2 separate regions of the Gossypium hirsutum genome follow, and region 1 is linked to region 2. A link is a contact called in public Hi-C data. All regions are on one chromosome and are shown on one strand. The core of a region is the stretch at or near the end of the contact, and the rest is flanking DNA. Distances in the headings are between cores, read along the strand shown. Region 1 holds the start of LOC107924665 (TOM1-like protein 1). Region 2 holds the start of LOC107919849 (protein EXPORTIN 1A).

What was found. Hi-C and Micro-C count contacts between places; a contact is called where the count stands out from the background.
Region 1: a contact with region 2 is called in a Hi-C map of leaf, with 1.6 times the contacts expected there. The contact joins the promoter of LOC107924665 here to the promoter of LOC107919849 in region 2. A contact is called at or near these places in 2 of 34 Hi-C or Micro-C datasets (leaf and seedling).

Annotation. Positions count from the first base shown.
Region 1 is chrA02:102,317,110-102,322,750 of Gossypium_hirsutum_v2.1, reverse strand. LOC107924665 (TOM1-like protein 1) reads left to right here and starts at 3,258. Exons shown (of 4, transcript XM_016855211.2): 1 at 3,258-3,510; 2 at 4,119-4,648; 3 at 5,065-5,328. The coding sequence starts at 3,273.
Region 2 is chrA02:102,069,775-102,075,405 of Gossypium_hirsutum_v2.1, reverse strand. It overlaps LOC107919849 (protein EXPORTIN 1A), which reads left to right and starts at 1,983. Exons shown (of 32, transcript XM_041082389.1): 1 at 1,983-2,555; 2 at 3,659-3,775; 3 at 4,038-4,130; 4 at 4,223-4,294; 5 at 5,073-5,180; 6 at 5,276-5,358. The coding sequence starts at 2,457.

The DNA of each region.
Region 1 (5,641 bases), core at 2,009-4,508, 250 kb before region 2:
TGCAATGTGGAGTATAAAATACTTTCCAAGGTATTATGAATCAATCTTCTTTTGTTTGCTGGCGATTGCTTTCTATGTAATTTATCAAGATTGTTAAAGCTATCTTAATGGAATTCTATAATTTGATAAGTTGGAACTCTTCCTGAGCTAATCCACAAACAAAATGAAATAAGTTGGTTCAGTGGGATCTTAGGATTGATAAGGTATTTGGGGGTAATTTTTTAGGATATCAATAAAAACAAATTTTTCTTTAATTAATTACATAAATGATCTTTTTTTTAAGTTTTGTCTTATATTACTTTGTTTTATTGTTTCTTTATTTTTTTACTTTTTAAAAGTTTTTTATTTATACTTATTTATTTTTTATTATTGATTTTAAAAAATTTGAAATGTTTTATAATATATATTTTTAAAATTTTAAATATTATTTTTAAATATTAAATATATTTTTAATAATATAAAATATTTAAATATTTTAAAGATATGACCTTTAAAATTTATTATTAATTTTATAATATTTTAAATTTTAAAATTTTTTAATTTTTTTAAAATATATTATTTTTAAATATATGAGTGCCAACCAAATTTTAAGTATATCTATTAATATATACTTCATCCGGCTAAATTATGTATTTGATTGAAAATTGTATTATTTATAAAGTTCTTTCTCTCTTTTTTACAATGCTAATTGAGTGAAAATAATTGTTAACTACGAGACAAAAGATTTTGATTTTTCTAGCATGAAATTGCCCATATTATTTGATAATTAATTTCAAATTTCAGTTGCAGCTTTTGTCTAGAAAAATTATTTAGCTAGAAAAATCAATTTGCATTGTAAAAATGAGAGAAATAAATAAACAGGCACTGCATTACTTTGATCCTGTATTTATATATTTTAGTTTATCTATATATATTAGTGTGAGGATGAACATTCCATATGGCTTGTTATAAATCGAGTATTAATAACAACTGTACGATATTAAAAAGTTTCATTGACGTATATTACAAAGGATAGTCATCCTTCTCCCGGTTGAAGAACGTAATTATAATAGTAAATCAAATTCATAATTTAGCTGGATGAAGTATGTATTAACATATATACTCATACGTCCTCTGAGTTACGAAGGTAAATTGTATAAGGAATTATATGCAAAAATGTGCAAACATTGAGGGCGAATTTTGGACTTTCTTATTCCGAGTGTTTGCTTGTTATAAAATCGAGTATTAAAAACAACTTTACAATTTTACTAACTTTCATTGATTATATAATCTACGAGTTTGCCTTAAATATTAATGTTAACATCGTTCATGTGTTATTAAAATAAAACAGAACTGACCATTCTATATGGCTTGTTATAAATCTGAGAATTAATAACAACTGTACGATATTAAAAAGTTTCATTAATGTATTTTACAAAGGAAAGTCATCTTTAAAAATAATATATTTAAAAAAATAAAAATATTTAAAATATTATATAACAAATTAAAAAATATTTAAAATTTAAAGTATTATAAAACTAATAATAAATTTGAAAGGTCAATCATTAAAATATTTAAATGTTTTATATTATTAAAAAATATATTTAATATTTAAAAAATATATTATAAAACATTCCAAATATACATTTCAAATTTTTTAAAATTAATAATAATAAAATAAATAAATAAATAAGGAAAAATAAAAAAAGTTAAAAAAATTTAAAAAGTTAAAAAAGTTAAAAAAATTAATAGAACAAATAATAAAAAATCAATAATAATAAAATAAATAAATAAGGACAAATAAAAAAGTTAAAAAAAATTAAAAAAGTAAAAAAAAGAGAAAGAAATAATAGATCAAAGTAATAAAGGACAAAACTTAAAAAAATGTAAAAAAAAGAAAGAAAGAAAGAATAGAGTATAAGGTGTGAGAAATCGAAATTTGGTAGCGCCAATTTATTTGACTTTACTAGAAAATAAAAAATTATTTTTAAAGTCTTCTTTTTTGGAAATGATAGTATTTTTTTAATATTTATATAGATAGTGACATGTTATATGGCTCCACTAAAAAATTAATTTTTTATCCTGTTTGCTGATATAATATGTTGGTGGTGCCAAACTTTTTGGTTCCACCAACTTTTACTATAGATTTTAAATTATTTATGTGTTTAATTAATAAAATAGGTCATTTATGTAATTAATTAAATTTTTTGAGTTATTTTTTTAAAAATGATAGTTTTCTTCCAAGTCATCTTTGATAACCTGGCACTCTAGAAGGCTGAATGTCTGTCGCAAGGAGGAAGACTCACACTTATCAAGTCAGCGCTTGCAGCCTTACCCCTCTACATGTTCTCTTTTGGTGGGGACATGAGGTTGGTGAAAAGAAACTTCACCTACCTAGATGGGAGAAATTGTGTAGACCTGTACGAGAGGGTGGATTGGATATTGAGCATACAAAGTTGATGAATGAAGTTCTATCGCTAAAACGAATATGAACACTACAACTAAGACTTTAAAGGCAAAGTGTTGCAAGAATCAAGATCTTACGACTATAAAAACAACACCTTTTGATTCCAGAGTTTGGCAAGGAAGGATGTCTGTAATTTAGGAAAAGACATTTAGATACGGGGAGGCTCGAGCTGGGAACAATACATAATGCCACAATCACATGGGCATCTTATTTGACAATCACACAAAATTCTCTTCAAAAACTTTTTAGGAGACATGAGATGAAAGATCCATTAGAAATACTTACTTCTCCTCCTTTGGTGGAGAGGATAAAATGGTTAAGTCGACATATTATGCACTATGCGATCATAAATTCTATGACAAGAATACCCAGAACTAGCTTGATAAGAAGTGGAAGGTTATATAGCAGCTTAAGTTACCTTTGAAGCTCATTATAATTTTGTAAAAGATATGACATAATTTCCTCTTTATGAGGGATGAGCTTCAGAAGGGATCGAGTTTCTATCCACTTTGCAATGATTGTGATGAATCATTGGAACACCTCTTCATACGATGGAAATACCATGTCTTTAAGGATTCAAATGTTCAGTCTTGATCCATTGAAAGAATAGATATTTTGATGGCTAAAGCAAGAGAGTTCCAAACAAACTTTACTTGCACACTTTAGGGTATATGGAAAGCTAAAAAATTGGTTTGAGACTTTACGACTAACAGTTGAGTCTTCTTAATATGAATGCAAAATTGTAGGTTAGAGGTACTAGAAGATGCCAACTAATATTCAAGTTGGCAAACTCCCCTCATAATGTTAGAGCAAGGAGAAGCAGCTGATGTTATATCTCTTTCTATTCACTGCAAACTTTTTTGTGAAAATTGTGGTAGCAAAAATATGGTATGGTGTCGCTTTTCGACCCAATGGCAACAACCTTGTTATATACGCAATATTTATTTTTATTCCACAAAACCCAAAAATCTGGCCAAAGACTGAAACTCCAAGGAATGTTAGAAAACTCAACATTACCCAGTCGTTACGCCTCGCCGTCTTCTTTCATTTGATATCTCAACTGAGTATGAAAGCTAAAATTTTTCTGTCATTTACTTAATCGCATCAATTTTGGGTCACCAAGAATTGTACTTTTCCTATGTTTTATTTTTGGATTTTGAATTTGAAGCTTTGGGGTGTTTAAAGGATTTAAAAAAAAAAAAAAACTTCTTATGCATCTATTTTCGTATATTAAGTTTTAACTGCTACTAAATTAGGAGGAAAATTTATATTTACTTTTAATTAATCGAGTTGTTTGCTTTATCATTAGGTATATGTTGGTTTATTTTGTTTAATCAGCGAATTGTTCATTTTTGGAAATTTGAAGTTAATATGTTGGTAATGTGGGTTATATGTGGAGCTTTGGAATTTAAGGATTTTGGGTTTGAAGAAGTTTGATGCTATTGAAAATTGTTCGGGTAAAGTTTTAGATTTGCTTTTCTGGGTATACAATTGGGAAGAGGGTGAAAGAAGCTAAACCAGATATTTTTTATTCTTCTAATTAACAATGACGAGCAAATCATCGATATGTTTGTTTTCTTCTTTTTCCATTGAAGAAATTTGATTGATTAGTTTAGCCATTTATTTCTTGTTTGAGATTGGTTGAACATATCGTCGTGTTGCTTTTTTGAAGGCTTGGTGAAAATGGACAAAAATTTGATGGATAAAGTTAGTGCCTTTGGTGAACGCCTCAAAGTTGAAGGAGCTGAGGTGGGTAGAAAGGTGAGTGCTGGCATGAGTTCAATGAGCTTCAAGATAAAGGAGCTCTTCCAAGGCCCTAACCCAGCTGATCAACTTGTCGAGGATGCCACCTCTGAGGCCCTCGATGAGCCTGATTGGGCCATGAATCTTGATATTTGTGACATGATAAACCATGAAAGAGTTAATAGTGTAGATTTAATCCGTGGCATAAAGCGGAGGTTAATGTTGAAGAGCCCTAGGGTTCAATACTTGTCATTGGTGTTGCTGGAAACTTGTGTCAAGAACTGTGACAAGGCATTTTCGGAGGTGGCAGCGGAGAGGGTTCTTGATGAGATGGTTAATCTAATTGATGACCCTCAGACTGTTGTTAATAATCGGAACAAAGCTTTGATGCTTATTGAAGCGTGGGAAGAGTCAACCAGTGAGCTCCGCTATTTGCCTATTTACGAGGAAACTTACAAGGTAACGGCATCAAGTTTTTCTGCGGTTTCCTGTGTTGTTTTTCTGATTGAAATCATGTAACTTTGGCAATAACAGTTTTTGAAAAATTTTCTTTGGCTGCTGTTACAGCTTAGATTTGTTGTTAATTTAGCCTACAAATCTTCATTATACCATGGAACCAGAATTTTTCTATGAAAAAGAGCTCATAAAATCAATTTAGAAAGTCCTTGAATAGCTTTCTCCATTACTTGAATTCTTGACTAGAACCTTTTTGGGTAGGGTCTCTTCAACACCTATCTTTTGTGCTTTGCATTGCTGTGAGATTTAATATGCATGCCAAGTAAGCAATGGAAATATTTCTACAAAAGAAAAACACCTATCTTTTGGCTTGTAGATTGATGTTGAGTTTTTTCTTGAATGATCCTTTTCTCGTGTAGAGATTAAAATCAAAGGGTATTTGCTTTCCGGGTCGTGATAATGAGAGTTTGGCACCTATTTTTACCCCTAGTCGTTCAATTTCTGCACCAGAAGTGGATGTTAGTCTTGCACATCAGTTTCAACATGACATGCAGCTTCAGCACGATATTCCTGTCCAAAGCTTTACAGCTGAACAAACTAAGGAAGCATTTGATGTGGCAAGAAACAGCATTGAGCTTCTTTCAATTGTGCTATCCTCATCACCTCAACGAGATGCTCTCAAGGTATTATTGTCTTTTTTTTTTTTTCATCACTTCTTAGTTTCTAAGTTCGTATAAGATTACCCATAAAGTAAGCTTTCTTCTATGCTGCCAAGGAAGAGGCCTTAAAAATCTGAGCCTTAGCAGAATGAATCTTTAATCTGTTTTGTCTATCAATACCTTAAACAATATTTAGTATTCTGTTACATGCACTAAAGATCATATTGTTTGTCAAAAAATTGATTTCTGTTCCATTTTTGAGGAAGAATACTTTCTTTCTAGGGCTTTTAGATACTCTATATTATCCGTTTATAATCTTCATAGCACTTGAAGGATT
Region 2 (5,631 bases), core at 734-3,233:
TTTCTTTAATACTACAGCAAGTGACTTTAAAGCAAGTGAAAGCAATGACGATTTTTGTTAGAATGAAGTTTTGAGTCTAAAGGGTGTTATAAAAGTGGAGGATCCTTTACCTAGAGGTTTCAAACTTCGATTCCTAGGTAAAGTGCTTATTTTATTTTTCTTTTAAATATAAATTGTTGCTAGACTTTTATTATACATGTGGAAGGTTAGGTCATAGTTTTAAGAGTTATTGGGCTTATATAAAAGGGTAACTAAAAAAAGAATATATAGTGATTAGATGGGGGCAACTCCAATGAACAAGCAAGGCACTTGTGATCGAATCCTTAACCTCGACATACAGTAAATTGATAGAAAAAGTTGGGTGAGTTGTGCACATGCACTTAGAAAATAAGTTGGTAAACTTGTAAAGTGCACAAACACTAAGATGAATGTTCCTTCAAATTTAATAGAATAGGTTGAGGAGGTAAGTGGCGTAACTACTAATGGTAGAGAATCTCATATAAGTTTAACCTGGTTTAACAATGTAAGAAAGGAGATGTTAAAAAGTGAAGATGAATTAATTAAACCTAACATGGATATTGATGTTTGCATCTTGGGATACAAAAGAAATGACCAAGAAAATTGTCTAAAAGAGCATGGGAGGACATTTATCTAAGCCATAATTATTGATGATGAGTTCATGGATGCCAAAGCTTTGATCAATTTGGATAGCAACATTGAGGATATGAGGCTTGGAGTTTGGCATTTTGCGGCCACGCTATTTAAATATCCCATAGTTCCAAAAGAATCTAAAATGATTAGTTCACTAAAATCAAAGAACGATGAAAATGCAAGCATTTTAGAAGATTTCTACAAATCAATTAAAAAGCTCGATTCAAAGTTGTGAATGATGGAACCAGATGGGAGAGAAAGAAAAACAAGAAAGTGTTCAAAAGTGTTTTCAATCTAATTAGAAATGAGAAAGTTTACTTTATATTGGTTTACCCAAAAATAATGTGTCTTTGGAAGAAATTCTAGACTCGTTTATGTATTTAAGCTAATGTGTTATTTTATTAAGGAATGAAGGAAATGTAACCTTGGTTGAACCTTTTATCAAATGGTCTTTAGTATTACTCTATTGATGTAAGACGGTTAAGCTCTTTTCACCTCTCCTTTGGATGGGAACAATATTATCATCCTTTTCCACTCTGTGGAAATTATAGTCTAAGGAAGGGATTGTACCTACCATTGTTTGTGAGTAACATTTTTTTTTTGGACTTTGAGAAAGGGTTAACTCTTTCCTTAGGTTGGTGATTAAAGATGTATCATTTTATCCTTCATTTTTAAGAAGTGTAAGCTCAATTTAGATAAAAACTTTTTAGTGGGGATCCATACACCTTATTTTCCATAATGATGGTGGGTTACAAGTGTAGCAGGGTGATTTGTGTGACTACTTGGTAATGCCTTGTGAGTTTTGGGCCATTGGGTTTGGATCTCTTTAGGCCTTTGTTTTGTGTCTGGTCTTGTCTCGTTTTGTTGGTCATGATTGTTTGGGTTTGTTATGTTTTCTATATATATATTGTCTTGCTTCTTTTGTACTGTGCAATATCAATCTTTGATAATTTTGAAATGCTTTTTTCATAAAATTATAATTAATAAAATCATTTCAAAATAAATTATATTAAATTACTGCACACTCGTGAGTGAAAAAAATTCTATGTAAAAATATTTATAAATAAAATATGTAAAAATAAAATGAAAATTTATTTGAAATAATAAAGTTAAATATTTGAAAATAATAATGCCTTAAATTAAAATTTCATTATTATAAATTTATTTTATTAATTCTAAATAAAAATAAAATATATAATTTATTTTAAAAATTGGTGTAAATAAAAGTATAATATATATTTATAATTTATTATAAATATTATGTTGATGTGTATCTTTACTCAAAATTAAACTTCCAACTAAAGAAAAAAATCCGACGCCGTTCTCATCGGTCTTCACTTCACTATCGCTTTTCTAAACTTTAGGGTCCCAAAATCTCTTTTCCTAGAAACTAAAATAAGAAAATTAAATAAAAAAGGGTAAAAAGCGAAAATACAAAAATAATAAAAGATTTCAAACTCTCTTCCAAGCTCCGTCCGCCTCGCTCCCTCTTTGTTTACGTTCTGCTTCAATTTTAAGCTATCTATTTTTTCTTCTTAAAAAAAAAAATCACTCTCTCTCATATTTATATACAAAATTTCTCTTTCTCTAATTTTATTTTTCAAAAACCCTCCCCTCCCCTTCCATCTTTCTAGAAGATCCTCTATTTTCCTTTTTTTTTTTTGTCTTTTTCATACTTCTCTTTTTAGGGTTTGGCTGGTACAGTATCTAGGGTTTTCGTTCACCAACATTCTAGTGAAGAGATAATAGTGTTGGATTTTATTTTGGGGGGAAGTGTGTGATAAGAGAGGTGAACTTTTTTAGATATGGCGGCTGAGAGGCTTAGGGATTTGAGTCAGCCGATTGATGTTTCCTTGCTTGACGCCACCGTTGCTGCCTTTTACGGCACCGGATCTAAACAAGAGGTTTGATTATTTCTTTCCTTTGCTTTTTTTGTTTTTACATTTTTATGTTTCCGTTTATTGACTCTTTGACTGGGAAACGGGTAAATGTGGTTTTAGTTAAAAGTGATTTTCTGTTGGTTTCGGAGAAAGTAAAAGGGAGAGTGTGGGGGATTTTATTTTCCTGGGGTTTAGCATGATTGGGCATTTACTTCAAAACGGAGATATGTCCTGGGGAAATGTTAGGGGGCGACCTGGGTGAAATATTATTTTGAATTTCTAGGGTTTTATGTGAGTGAGGTTTTACTTGAATGCATTTATTTTTTAAATTAGAACTTTATATTTCTTTCTGATTTTGCGGATAAATGTGCGAAAATGCGGTGGTGGTTCGGGAGGGTGGAGGTTAGGTCTAATTATGGCTTTTAGTGCACCGTCCTTTGCCTTTTTGGGAAGTGCCATATGATGTAAACGTTTATAGTTCAATTTTGCCCATTAATTCATTTTTTAAGATAACTTTTAAGACTTCTTCTCAGCTATTATGGAATGAAGGAAGGTTTAAGTTTTTTAGCTAATGTAATTTCCAGGTTTAAGATTGGCCTTTGCATTTAAGTTTTATCCCTTTTGGTTTGATATTTTATATTTCTTCCATTCAAATAGAATGATTATGATAGTAGTAAAAAGAAAAGAAGTGTCCTTCACATTTTTATTGCCTTAATTAGGCCTTTTTGAAGTCAACATAGCAGGAGATCAGTAGTTATATATACTTTTGTATAATTTTTGTACCCTGTTTTCTTTGTAGCAAATTACATTTAAATATCAGTGTTTCCCTTAGGTAATTAACAATCCCAGGTCTATCTACCTCGGAAAAAAACCCTTCAGTCTTCAGCTAGTTTACATTTCAGAAGTAGTCCTAGCTTCACCTTGTTGATCAAACATATTTATTTTATTTGGTTGCTCTACTGATTAAAGTGAATACTTTGTCAGATGGTGTTATTTTATTTCTGGCACTTAATGTATCTTGTGCTTTTTCATATACGACATGCCTCATAAGGCAATAATTATATTTGGCCTGTCTCATCTTCACTTCTTATTGAATTTTTCCCTCTTAATTGTACATCAATTTACAGAGAGCACATGCTGATCAGATCTTGCGAGATCTGCAAAATAATCCAGATATGTGGCTTCAAGTTGTGCACATCTTGCAGCAGACAAAGAGCCTTAATACCAAGTTTTTTGCCTTGCAGGTAAATGGAAATAACTATTTGCTTTGTAATCTTTAATTGTTGGCAAGGAAAAGTTGCTCAAGAGAGTCCTAGTTCACATTCCTCTGTTGTGTATGGTTCTTGTAACCATGATTTAATCTTGACCTTATAGCTGCCTAGATGATTGTTACTTTGGGTGAACCTTTCCTAGCAATAAACATGAATGCTGTAAAATAATGTAAGTAGAACTGACCCTCAGTTCAATCTGATGATTCTGGGACCTTTATTTCATGCATGTCTATAGGTTCTTGAAGGTGTCATCAAGTATAGATGGAATGCCTTGCCTGTTGAGCAGCGAGATGGAATGAAAAATTACATTTCTGAAGTCATTGTACAGGTAAAGGAGTTATTCCTCTCAAAGGTTTGTATATTTTAGTCCATATTCTTTCCTTTGGGTATTCATTTCTGCATGTACTTTTCATGTGCTAGTTGTCAAGCAATGAGGCATCCTTTCGAGCAGAAAGGCTGTATGTCAACAAGCTGAATATCATATTGGTTCAGGTATGATTTATCTGCTTCAAGAAAAGTTACTTCATTTACAAGGGACAGGCTTGCTTTAGAGTTCATTGAGTAACAGTTACGCAACTTGCAGCTGGAGCTTTAACTTTACCAATTTTTTATTGCACCCCTTTTTAGCAATGACAACCTCAGTGTTGTCAAAGGCGCAAAGCGCACTCTAGGCACTAGAAGCACTAGCCTGAGTGAAGTAAAGCATAATGTATATGTATAAGTTTTTGCAAGTCTGTGTATATAATATATAAAGCTAGAGATATATGGTAAACTCTAAACTGTGGTCTACAAAACATGCAATTTTTTATTGGCCAACATGCACGATTTCCTTATGGTAAACTTTTGTTGTTGAATGCTTAAATATTGAGAACTATAGAGTTCGATATTACCCCTTTCTTACTTGTAATGGTATATCAAATGAAGCAAGTGAAAAATAAAAGAAATTACAGAGAAATTCAATCAGGTGGGCTTTTTTTTTTATGAATATTGTTTTACAAAAGGGCACCTCGGCGCACCAGGTGTGTGCCTGATCAAATGGGCCTCACCTGGAAGGGTTTGAGGCATTTTTGTTGAATAATGCTAAGGTGTAAGGTGCACACCTTGACTACACTGGATAATCTTTACAAGTTATAGCACCAAAAAGGCAAAAAGTATTTTTTCATTAGTGGTTTCACAAGTATTGTTTCTTTAATCTAACATGAGGGGAAATTAATGGCATCATTAGATTTTGTTGTTATTGTCTAAAATGTTTTGTCGATTGCATTTTCAGATTCTAAAACATGATTGGCCAGCTAGATGGCGAAGCTTCATTCCTGATCTTGTTGCAGCAGCAAAAACTAGTGAAACAATATGCGAAAATTGCATGGCGATACTGAAAGTAAGTGAAGAATCTTTGATGGTAGTGAAATCTAGTGATTCTTAGTAACCTGGTTGCAGAATCTTTGATGGTAATATGAGCTTTTCTGTGGTCAGCTTCTAAGTGAAGAAGTTTTTGATTTCTCAAGGGGTGAAATGACTCAACAAAAGATCAAAGAGCTTAAACAATCTCTAAATAGGTTGAACTATTCTACTTATTTTCAGCTTTTAATCTTTTTGGGATGTCTATTGTTCTGTTTACATTTTAGTTTCTGTTTATAGATGTTCCATTCTTGACCATTCTTAAATGTTCATTTGTAAGATCTCTGATTGTACTCTATTTCTGTTACTCTTGAATCGATTAGTTTTCAACTCTTTTTTTACTGGAAGAGTTCAAAGTTTAGTTGTCTGTAATCATATGTGATCAAAATTTGCATGGAAAGTAGACATGGCATGTTTGGGAATGTCTTTTG